Regions from separate parts of the Mus musculus genome. Here regions 1 and 3 are each linked to region 2. A link is a contact called in public HiCAR-type and HiChIP or PLAC-seq data. All regions are on one chromosome and are shown on one strand. Each heading gives the region's core, a stretch centred on a gene start, on an enhancer-like site or on the middle of the called end of the contact. The rest is flanking DNA. Distances are from core to core; before and after follow the strand shown.

Region 1 (4,320 bases), core at 521-3,020, 350 kb before region 2:
GGAAATTTGTGGCTTCTGGAAATGTGATTCAAGAAAAAGCCACCACTTTAAATAAAATTTCCAGTCACAAATTTGGGGGTTTGGGGAGGTCCTTGGCTGTTTCCCTAGAGAATCCTTCACGAGATTTCTGAATGTGAGTAGGAAAAAAATATATTGTCTAGCTAAAATCAGGGCTAGTAAAAGGAAGGCAAAAAAATCCACTTACTCCTCTCTGATGGTTCCAATCTTTTCTGAATGGGATATTTCGGCTGAAGGAACAACATTATAGGAAATATAAAACATGTTTGATAATACTGTGTGATATGTGCTTTATGTGCAAATGTGCATGCATATGTGTATATGTGGTGGGCATGTGTTTAATGTATATATGAATGTGATGTGTGTGTCTGAACTTGTGTGGCCATCACAGGACAACATTAGATATTGTACCTCACCTTCAGCCTTTTTCAAACAGGGTCTCTCTTTCTCTTTTGCATACACCAACCAGCCGGTCTGTGACCTTCAGGGGAATCTCTTGTGTTCACCTCTCATAGGCAGTCTGGGATTAGAGACATGCATTACCACACTTGGCTTTGCACAGGTTCTAGGGACCTAAATTGAGGTCTTCAGAATTCTGAGGCAAATACTTTAGCCCATTGGACATCTCCCCAGCCCTCCTAATTGCTTTTGACTTATGATGCCTCAACCATATCTTTCTGGAAATCAAAGGGAAAAATATCTTGTCCCCAAGCTCTCAAAGTATGTCTCACATGGCTCTTCTAGTGAGCATCAGCCTCAGCCTCTCCCTGACTTTGACTTTAGTGACCCCTGTCTGATTCAACTGATAATATCAACCTCAAAATGACCGGAATAAGAATGAGCACGTGAGGGGGCAGGGAAGTGAGCACGTGAGTTAGGTTTGCTGCAAAAGCATGAGGACCCATGCTCATATCCCTAGTGCACATGTTAAGCCAAGTGCAGTGGCATGACCTTGCAATCTAAGTATTCATATGGGGAGATGGGCAAGGAGACAGGAGTGCCCTTGGAAACTGATTGGCCAGATCATCTGGAATGTGCAATGGTGAACGGTAAACTGTCTCAAACAACGTGGAAGATCGACACTTGAGTACTGTGTTATCCCTCTGCTCACGCTCACACACCAACACACAGACACAGACACAAACATACAGATAAACAGACACACCCCTCCCACACGAGAGAGAGAGAGAGAGAGAGAGAGAGAGAGAGAGAGAGAGAGAGAGAGCTCACTGGCCAGAAGAGTCAGTACAAATGGTCTCATCTGTACCTCTTTCTCTGCAGAAGCTCTTGTGCCAGCCCTGCTTTCTTCCTGTGTAAACGGAAGGGATAATACAGATCTCACAATGACAGCATTATCTCATGTCATGACTGGTATGCAGTTGGCGCACAGTTCCTGCTCCTCTCCCATTGTTTCCTTCCAATGTTAACCAAACCTCCAAAGTTTTGGAATCCAAATGGAGTGTATCCAAATTCTCATCATCCCTCCTAGAAGGCCAAGGGTGAGGTAATGGAGGATGACCTCAGAGTCCTCCTTCCAAATCCCAGGATTCCTAGGCAGGGATGCACAATGAGTATTTTTCTCCAGGAACCCTGACCCTTGCCACACTTAATAAATCAATTAGTGAGCATGGTCCATTTATTCTACATGCTTTGGCTTGTTTTCCATCTGCTCAGTCTAAGACAGTCTTGGCCCACGAGGGGCTGTCCATCCAGAGAAGCACAGCCTTGTAAACAGAAAGTGCCATAAAGTATTACAAATATGTATTGGGTGGCAGATGTTGGAGCCAGCTCACCCTCACATCTGGAAAGAATATGCACTGTAAGATTTTTCTGAGCAATGCCTTCCCCAAAAAATCTCTGTGAAAGTGGTTAGCATTCTGAGTGTACAGAACATGGTGATGTGCTACCAGTGCCCCAAGCCCTGCTAAAGTCTACAAGTGTGCTGGCAGCTTGGCGGGCCCCTCTCCTAACTGTAACAGCAAGAAGGGGATTCTAGAGATAATTAGATTTTGTGTCTGGGTATTATACAAACATATTACTCTATGAGGACTGCATTACATCAAAGGATGGGGAAACACAACAGCTGGCCTCGGAGAAGGGGGAGAACAGCAAAGACAATGAGAGCCAGGCTGAGGAATTGGTATTGTTTGGTGAGCTGAACAGGAGACTTCCCTCTGAATGGCCTCTGCAAAGCATGCTGTCCTCCTGGCTGACAGAGCTCGGAATGAATGGCCTGTGTATTCCTGTTTTCACACAGTCCATCAGCAATAAATGAAAGGTTTGCGCTGCAGCCAAGAACAGAAAATGATGACTCTGAGTCACTCTGGGAAACCAGGATAATTTAAGCAGACTTGGGCCTCAGAGATCTCTCAATGTAATAGTCACCAGGGGCCTCCCAGGACAGCTTGTCCTCAAGGCCCACCCACTGCTGCCAGCCCAGGTTGGCCCATCCCAAGGAACTCCCAAGCTAGGGAAGGCCTTGTGCTTCTCCAACATCTGGGAAGGAATTCAGATCTGTGGCTTCTGCCTTAGTGAAGAGATACATGGTCTACAAGTGAAGGTTACAAGTAGAAGCTAGCCATTTGTGGGAAAGTCAAAGCCTGGGCTACTTTTCTATAGCAACATAGTGTGTGTGTGTGTGTGTGTGTGTGTGTGTGTGTGTGTGTGTGTGTGTGTGTGTGTGTGGTATGTGTGTGTGTGGTGTATGTGTGGCGGGGGGAGTAGGTGGGGTGTGTGTGAAAGTGTGTGGGTGTGTGGGTGTATATGTTGTGTGTATGTGTGTGGTGGTGTGTGTCTATGTGTGTATGGGGTATATGTGTGTGTAGTGTGTCTGTGTGTGTGTGTGTAGTATGTGTATGTGGTGTGTGTATATGTAGTGTGTGGGTGTGGTGTATGGGTGTGTATGTGGTGTGTGTATGTGTGTGTGTGTGTGGTGTGTCTGTGTCTGTGTATGTGTTGTGTGTCTGTGGTGTGTGTGTGTGTGTGTGTGTGTGTGTGTGTATGTGGTGTGTGTCTGTCTGTCTGTCTGTGTGTCTGTATGTGTGTGTGTATTCAGGTGTGAAAGCAAGTGTCTGGGAAATCCAAAAGAGGGTGTCAGAACCCCTAGGGCTGGAGTAACAAATGGATGTGAATACTGGGACCTGAACCATGAACCTCTACAAGGAGAGTATGCCCTCTTAACTGCTGGACCATCTCTCTAGCTCCCACCTTGTATGAAGATGGGGTTCCTCCTTCCTTAGTCCTGAGCTCATCAAGTAGGCCAGACTGGCTGGCCTATCCAGAGACCTAGCTGTCTCGGCCTCTCTAGCTCAAGAATTACATGCAAATGCCACCTTGCTCCTTACTACCCAACACATTCACCTTTTCTTAAATGTGGGAACTGGAGATTGAACTCAGATCCTGTCTGACAGACTAAATTATCTCACCCCAAACCCCACGAGTATCTTGATACAGCTAACCATTAGTAAATGAGACCACTGGGCATATCACTGTGACTTGCAGAAGGGTGACTTAGTATTTGTCAATGTGAGCAGATACTAAGCATTTCTTCATGGGTCACCCCCCACCTCCCTTGATCACTGGGGACAGCTTCAGGAACATTGCCCAGCTAGACATTCACTACAGAATTAATACTAGTTGCTTTGGCTGCTGATAACTCATTTACACCCCCCCACACACACACCTCTGTGTGTGTGCGCACATGCATGCACATGTTTGTACACATGAATGTAGTGCCTGCAGAAGCCAAAGTAGTGCCAGACACCCTGGTCCTGAAGTTGTGAGCGGTCATATATAGGAGATGGGAACAGAACTAGGGTCCTCTATAGGAACAGCACATGCTCTTGGCCACTGGGCCACCTCTCCAGCTACTTTTCTTTATTCTTGAGTACTTTTCCAGATATGTCCTCATGCACTACATACAACAAGCTTCACAGTAGACCATTAAGTGTCTGAACAGCTGATTGACTGGCATGGGAACGGTGGGGATTAAGGCAAACTGAAGGTTGCCTGTCCGTGCTCAGCCCTCAGATCGTTCCCTACCAGAATGTGGGCCCTGCAGTGTAATTTCCTCTTGTTTTCAAAAGAAACCAGGAGATTGGACTTTTATTTTAAAATGTCCACTGAAACATTTTTGTTGCATGAACACTTACATGTTGTGGATTGGTTCATATGCTATTTGCATTTATTCAGCTCCCCAAATCACTCAGGAACCCACATATTTGCCTGTTAGATGCTGAGAGTCCATGCACCCAGTTGGTTCTAATCATAAGTAAAGTTGCTGCTGGCCAGTGGCTGGGCACG
Region 2 (3,788 bases), core at 813-3,312:
TAAAAAAAAAATAATAATAATAATGCATTTATATGGGATTTGGATCCAGGACAATTTTTTGTAAATATTATTTTGTGTTTTAGCATCAAGCCAAGCAGCCTGAAAAAGCACTTTCACCTACTTAATCTGATCTGAATCTCAAAATTCGAAAATCTTCCCATAAAAAGAAATCATTCTAAACTCTTTTCCAGCGCTGTGTGTACGCTGTCCAAATTCCCCAAACGCTGGCGCAGTAGCACCATAAGGAAATGACCAGTAATTCCTTCCTTAAGACAGTTCTGATATGGGAGCCTTGTGTGTGAACCATGCTACCTCTTTTCCTCTCAGGCACCTTAGGCAAAGGACTTCACCTTTTGAGGCCTCCATTTCCTCCTTGGGTTAATGGGACAGTACCTGCTTAGCATTGCAAAGGAAGTAATTCACAGTAGCTTAGGGATCCTTTCCTTACTCCAATTGTCCTGAGTTTCCCTTTGTTGAAAGGATGTGTTCCTCTGGGTGTGGTGGTGCACATCTGTAATCCTAGCCCTCGGGAGACTGGGGCAGAGGATTATTTGGGACTAGCCTGGGCTACATAATGAAACCTTAACGAAAAGGGAACAAAGGTAGGGGAGAAAAAAAGAAAGAAGAAGGGAAGAGAATGGAGAGGGAAAAGATGAATGAACTAAAGTATTATGTTATATGATATATATGTGTTAAAATATTAAATGCATTTGTCAGCTCATGTGCTCAAAACCATTTGACTATTGCACCATAGATTCTTATTCACAAATCTGATATTATTCATTCATTTATTCATTTACTCAATCTCAAATATGGATATGCAGTTACTATTCTGGGTGTGGGGCCTACAGATCTGAAGAAACCAGACAGAGCCTTGATCATCTCATAGCTACCATTTAACTAACTACTCAGCATCCTGGTTTGACTGGTGTTTCTGCACGTGGGTGAGAGACTGAAGGCAAGTTCACTCTAAACCCAAGAAGACTGCCTGAGGCTTGGCCTCATGGGAAGTGAGCTGACTCATTCATTTCTGTAAGTAGCAGGCCAGATTCCCAGAAGCTGGGCGGCCAGGGTCACACGATACTGTGAAGTGTCAGGCTGATGAGATAACACTTGCCACACAAGTGTGAGGCGCTGCATTCAGATCCCCTCGCCCATATGAAAAGTTGGGCTTGGAGTTACCTGCCTACACTCCCAGCACTTGATAGGCAGAGGCAAAGGATGACTGGGTCTCCCAGTCAGCCAGTCTGGACAAATCTCTGAGCTCCAGGTTTAGGGTGAGACCCTATCTCAACAAATAAGGTGGAGAGAAATTGAGGAAGATGTCTGGCATTGACCTCTGACCTTCATAAATGTGCACACACACACACACACACACACACACACACATACACACCCCTTTGAGCTTCTTTGCAGCTATCACTGCAGCTGGATGCTTTGTTCCTGAGGATCCCGACCCAGTTCCTGGAGCCAGCAGGAGCATAGTTTCCTCCAGGCCCCCGTGGTATTCTTACCGGCCATACTGGGGATTACACAGCCTTGAACTGACTCCCCGACAGCTTGCCTTAAAGTTGAGTCTATCCCAAAACGCTTGGCTCCAGCTCCACCTCATGACTTTTTCTAGCTGACGGATATGTTTCCAGCACAAGAGAGGTGCTGACAGCTCTTGTCATCTCTGGGGACTCAGACCTTCGCCAATATTCTGTCCCTCCCTGCTCTGAGACAGACTTCATGTCCCAGTGCCCATTAATATAAAACAAAACAAAAGGCCAGCTGGGCCTTCCAATGTTGCACAGCCTCCCTCCCTTTCTTCTTGATCTTCCACAAGCATCAGGACCTAGACTGGAGTCCCTGGGGATCAGTACCAGGCAGGTTGTGGGAACCAAAAAAGCATCTGCATGAGGGTAGGGAGATGGCTCTTTCAGTGATGTACTTACCATGCAAGACCTCTGTTTACATCTCCAGCACCCTCGTTAAAAAGCCAAGTATGGTAGTAGATGCTTATACGAGGGAGGCAGAAACAGGCCAGCCAGCCTAGCTGAATCAGAGAGCTACAGGTCCTTAAGAAACCCAGTCTCAAAGGTGGACAGTGCCTGGAAGGAGAGGACAGCTAAGGCTGTCCTCTGGCTTCTACATAAACATGTGGACACACACATACAGACAGACACACGTACACACACACACATACACACATTCTCTTTCAGGGTTATTGAAGAGACCCAAATTTCCCTTGGATTTCCCTGCTCAGCCCCTCCTCAGAATCAGTCCTCAGTCTTGAAAGGAATGCAGAGGACAGAAGGGTGACTCAGAAGATGGTGGCCTAGTCATCTGCTTCCCATTGTGGACTGCATTTTTCACATGTTACTGGGTGAAGTTAGCAACTGCTAGAAATAGAACAGAGAGATAAAGGGGGAAGAAGGGGGAGAATCTCAAGTTCTCTGGAGAAATCGGCCTGGATTCAGGACTTTGGTGTTACGGGGAAAGTCATCCTGCTTTGAACAGCTCTTTCTGACTCACATGTTGGCAAAGAATGTGCCGACCAGATAACTCCCTCCCCTCCCCCCGCCTGAAGCTGCGCTGCTGAAATCTGAACTCGTTCTAGTCGTCCTTGCTGACTTGTGAAAGAGATCTCTCTATATTCATTTGGGCTCACGCGTGTCACATGATCCCAATACATTCCAAATGCTAGGCTACAAGATTACTACTTAACCAAGGACAAACCAACAGGAATTTTAATCAAGACAATATCCAATAATGAATAAAGATGGAATGTTTTTTGGAGGAGATCCAGGATACACATTTGGGAATTTTTAATCTTGCTCGTCTTTGAATCTGGCAGAAATATTTTAAACTTTTCTGACCATGCCACTGCAGGCTGGATCCAGAAACCAGCTCTATCTAAGGTATTGAAGTATTTCATCTGCTCAGACATCGAATTTTCCAAACCCAAGCCAGTAATTGATACCAGATTAACTCAAATATGAATCAGCAGTCAAGTTCCTTTAAGTGCAATGTTTAAGATGAATTATTTTATGATACAAAAGATAAAAACCATCAAGATGATAGTGATCAGAACCTGACAGGAATGGCTGTGTCTTAGAAGTACTTTCCTTTGTTGTTTGTGTTCAGGACTGGCTTATCTGTGATAGTCCATCTGATTACTTAATTAAACCAAACTCAGTTATTGGAGGCCAAGTACTAAAGGGTGTTTGCCAGGCATGGTAGCACACGCCTGTAAGCTCAGGATTTAGCAGGCTGGAGGAAGAGGGTAATCATAGCCTGGGACAGTGTGAGAGTCGGGATCAGAAATGACAAATACTTCTGAATTGACACTAAACATACAGGATGCCTTTTAATAATTATTATTATAATAATTATAATCAGACCTGGAGAGATGGGTCTGTGGGTAAAGTGCTTGTCAAGGACCCACACTTGAATCCCTGGCTCCCATTAAAAAACCCAGGAGTGTCACTGCATACCTGAAGGCTCATACCTGGGGACAGTGGGGATAGGAGGTTCTCTGGGGCTTGCTGCCCAGCCATTGGAGCTAATTGGTGAGCCCCAGATTCAATGAGAGACTGTCTCAAAAGAGGAAAATAATGGTAGAGAGAGATTGAAGAAGACACCCAACATTGACCTCTGATCTCTATAAACACTGGCATACATATACAGGCATATGCACACACATACTTTTTAAAATAGTTCTTATAATTAGCTGCAGCCTGCCTCAAAAGCGATTTCACTGCTATTTCCATTGTTCTGAAGAGAATTATGAGGGTAATAAGGCC
Region 3 (3,773 bases), core at 580-3,079, 260 kb before region 2:
CACCTGAAGTTCCTTTTTTAATTGGTTATTTTATTTATTTATATTTCAAATGTTATCCCCTTTCCCGGTTTCCTCTCTGCAAACCCTCTATCCCATCTCCCCTTACCCCCACTACTATGAGGTGCTCCCCAACCCCACTCCCTCCTCACTACCCTAGCTTTCTTCTTCACTAGGGCATCAAGCCTTCAGAAGAAACCATTCAAGACTCCTAGCAGGGCAGCAGTGGGAAAGTGTGAGCACTATGCTTCTTACCCATTTCTCAAATCTTAGTGTCTAGTCTTGATGAAGGTAGATGTATTTGTCAATCTGGCACCGCCCAGAATCTCCTGGGAAGCCTCTCAATGAGGAATTGTCTACTATGGGTTAGGCTGTGGGTAAGTCTTGGGAATGCTGTCTTATTATGGTAATTAATAAGGAGAGACTCAGTCCACTGTGGGTGACACTACTTCTTAGGCAGGGGTCCAGAATTATATAAGGACCATGAAATGAACCAAGTAAAGAATCATGCACCCATTCATTTGGACTCAACTGGCAGCTTCATGCTCCTGCCATGGGCACGTCCTTGTGCCAGCATGGATGGTTACCATAAACTGTGAACTGAATAAACACTTCTCTACTGCAAGTTGTTTTTTATCAGGACATTTTGTTGTGGCAACAGAAATGAAACTAGGGAGATATCTTAGCACAGTAAATGTTTGTTTATTTCTTTTATAAAAAGGAAAGATTTATTTTATCTATGTACACGTGTTTGTGTGATTATTTGCACATGTGTCTCTGATGTGGAAAGAGTGTCTTCAGGACACCCTTCTTGTCACATGAGTGTTTCTGTTCAAACTCCAGTCCTCAAGATTACATAGAAGGCACACTTAAGCACTGAGACATCACATCTGTTCCAAAGTTCCTTTCTTGGTCTTGTAATATTATTCTCTGCTGTACAGCTTTCCTCTCTCTTGCTCTCCTTCATTGATGATATGTAAATTTGGGGGTTAAGTCAAGTGAAATGGAGGTTATAAAGGTAAAAGAAAAAAATGTGCTCTTGACTAGATAATGAGGACAAGTAGCAGAAAGAGCTGGATGGGCTTGGACACATGAGATGCCTGTAATGACAGGGAGAGAAATAAGGTACAGGTCATAAACCCAAGGAACCAGGTTGTCTTTGTAAAGCTAAAAGTGGTCCTCAGAAGAACTGGGAAGATTGTGAGGACCGAGAGCCAGCCCACCAGTGAAAGACTCTGCAGCCTCACTGACAGTGGGGTAGGACCAGGCCAAAAAAAAAAAAATCCTTTACACTGAGTGCAAATGATGTGCTTACTATGATATATATATATATATGTATATATATATATACACGTATATATATGTATATATGTGTATATGTGTATATATGTAAACATATATACATATATGTGTATATATGTGTGTATATACATATATATTTACCTTGTATAATGCTTAATTTTGCTTGTCAATTTGGCTAGACCAGAGATAAGCCACTCAGAATACTTCTAAAGTGTTTTCTTGATCTGAGTGGAGAGAACCATCCTAAAGTTCTGCAGTATCTTCTAATGACCACACACATGCCATGGCAGATGAATACCCACACTCACAGACATACACACTCACTCATTGTGTGCATGCACGCGCAAGCGCGTGCGCACACACACACACACACACACACACACACACAAATAATAAATAAAATAAGAATTAAAATGAAAAGAAGACATACTGTGTAGTGACTGAATTTTTGTTAACCTGTCTGGGTCCTGAGATGCTTTAAAAATAGCTCCAGGAAGAAAGCCAGGCTCATCTGAAGGAATGAGTCACAAAGGGCAGACCAGCAGCCGTGACTCAGAGGTATTCTGGGTGAAGGCCTGCCCTGGGTCTTCCAACCACGCCACCCACTCATCTCATATTTCCTTCTCATACGATCTGATTATTCTTTTCTCTTGCTGCCAATCAGACTTCACTTCTCTCACTCAAGCCACGGGTAATTATTTCACCCTTGACTAATTGACGGTGACAAATAGCTACTAAATTGGGTAGATAAGGGGAACAAATTTGGTGTTCTTGTCTTTCCCGGACTTTTCAGGCTGGGAGAGATTGGAATGTTCCCCTGGATTGAATTGCACAAAATTGTACCGTCAATCTTAAGGACATCCGTATGAGCTAACAAGATACAGGGACACAAAAGAAAAAAGAACACAGCAGAAAACTTCCTAACGTTTAATGTCCTAACGGCGGCAGCAGAGTACATAAAAGAGGAAAAAAATGTGTGTGTGTGTGTGTGTGTGTGTGTGTGTGTGTGTGTGTGTGTGTGCCTGCACGTGTACATAAAGCTCACAGCAAGACTGACTGTTGAGTGAGGAATTGTAAATTTATCTACAGCTTATGAACATAATCTCAGCCTAAAGTATGAGTGGGATGAAGTTCTGAGGAAGAAAACCTCTTGCTTGAAGCATGTAGAGTTGCAGTTTCCTTGTCCACAGCAGAATAAAAGTTTATTTCACTTTGTTTTGATCATAGATCATGACTTCTCCACCCTCTGCAAAAGCTCACAATCAGAAATAGCTTGAAAATAGTAGGGGGCTAGGGAAATGGCTCAGTCACTAAATGCTTGCCATCTAAACAGGATGACCTGAGTTTAAGGGCCAGGACCCATGTTAAAAAGCCTGGCATGGCTGCACGTTTGTCAACCCAGATCTGGCACATAGATAGGAGGACTCGAACGACTTGCTAACTGGCAAGTTGAGACAAATCAGTAAACTCAGGTTTATCGAGAGACCCCATCTCAAAAACTAGGGTGGAAACCTACTGAGGAAAACACCTGAAAGGCAACACATCTGACTTAGACATGCATGTATACATTATTGTACATGTGTTTGCCCACATAAATTGATAACCAACATCTTTTACATCATGGACCACTTCAGATGATGGCCCTAGAGAAGCTGAGACCATCCTAGTCTTTCATCATAGCCTCCCTTTACCTCACTTGGTCCTGTATGCTCCACCTACCAGTGGTTTGGCTAATATTTATGGTACTAAAGTGGAAGGAGTTTTTTTGAATTGATTCAGTTTAAAGCGGGATTTTGAATGTCTCATTTGATTTTAAATAAAAGCTCAGGAAATTCAGCCAGGCATCAGGTGACATGAGCAACCTTGAAGGGAACAGCTTTTTAGTAAGCCCCAACTTTTGATGTATTGTTCAACAACCACCTTAATCAGAATGTCTCTCTGGAAGCCGCCATGATTAGCAGTGACATGCTAATTGAAATGTACTTTCCCCAGTGAACCACTTAACAACTTATACAAATATCAAAGCCCTGGGCTTTACTGTCAGTCTTTGTTTGGGAATGAGAAATTTATAAAAAACATATGTTTCCAACTGTCATTGATGGAGCGTTCTGAAAACATGACCACTGAATCATATCCAACCTTCTGCAGACACCACACCAGTCAGGGTACATTTCTCTGCTCATAATGTCTCCTTCCAGAAGAAATCAACTCTGCACCAGTGTTTCATTACTGAAATGGGGGAGCTATTGGTAGTGGAGACAGGACTGAGGGAAAGAATAATCACAGTGCAAAAGCCTAGGGAGTTTTAATTCTGGTAGGTGGGCAAGAGGAACAATTAGGAGAGAAGCCATTGAACTAGTGGCCACCCAGGTAATCCTGTTACAAGGAAACCTGGGTTCTCTTTTGTGAGCTCATAGTGTCTTTGATTTAAAAGTATTAAAAGCAAGCTCAGAAGGAAGCTCTAGTACCATTTT

Evidence for each region. HiCAR-type assays count read pairs that join an accessible place to other places. HiChIP or PLAC-seq counts read pairs in DNA pulled down with a chosen protein or histone mark.
Region 1: a contact with region 2 is called in a HiCAR-type map of fibro-adipogenic progenitors, with 2.8 times the contacts expected there. The contact joins two enhancer-like sites. A contact is called at or near these places in 1 of 15 datasets of contacts at CTCF or cohesin (the NIH/3T3 cell line), 4 of 115 datasets of contacts at active chromatin or transcription factors (the NIH/3T3 cell line, embryonic stem cells and fibro-adipogenic progenitors) and 1 of 9 other capture datasets (embryonic stem cells).
Region 3: an H3K27ac HiChIP or PLAC-seq map of the NIH/3T3 cell line shows a contact between it and region 2, with 3 times the contacts expected there. The contact joins two enhancer-like sites. A contact is called at or near these places in 1 of 15 datasets of contacts at CTCF or cohesin (the NIH/3T3 cell line), 9 of 484 Hi-C or Micro-C datasets (the C2C12 cell line, the HL-1 cell line, adipose-derived mesenchymal stem cells and 6 more) and 6 of 115 datasets of contacts at active chromatin or transcription factors (the 3134 cell line, the NIH/3T3 cell line, embryonic fibroblasts and 3 more).

What each region holds. Positions count from the first base shown.
Region 1 is chr1:121,109,976-121,114,295 of GRCm38.p6, reverse strand. The region is part of intron 2 of Celrr (cerebellum expressed regulatory RNA); the gene reads right to left. Among named protein-coding and RNA genes, the nearest start is that of Celrr, 25 kb to the right of the region's middle. Within about 2 kb of position 1,770, at least 50 of the 459 cell types and tissues checked have an H3K27ac peak or open chromatin away from gene starts, as enhancers often do. A contact at or near this core is called in the NIH/3T3 cell line and fibro-adipogenic progenitors, where this site is marked.
Region 2 is chr1:120,756,220-120,760,007 of GRCm38.p6, reverse strand. All of the region lies in intron 2 of 2610027F03Rik (a long non-coding RNA gene), which reads right to left. Among named protein-coding and RNA genes, the nearest start is that of Gm29345, 48 kb to the left of the region's middle. Within about 2 kb of position 2,062, at least 87 of the 459 cell types and tissues checked have an H3K27ac peak or open chromatin away from gene starts, as enhancers often do. A contact at or near this core is called in the C2C12 cell line, the NIH/3T3 cell line, fibro-adipogenic progenitors and 3 more, where this site is marked.
Region 3 is chr1:121,012,382-121,016,154 of GRCm38.p6, reverse strand. No RefSeq gene overlaps it. Among named protein-coding and RNA genes, the nearest start is that of Gm34698, 21 kb to the right of the region's middle. Within about 2 kb of position 1,829, at least 49 of the 459 cell types and tissues checked have an H3K27ac peak or open chromatin away from gene starts, as enhancers often do. A contact at or near this core is called in the C2C12 cell line, the NIH/3T3 cell line, muscle stem cells and 2 more, where this site is marked.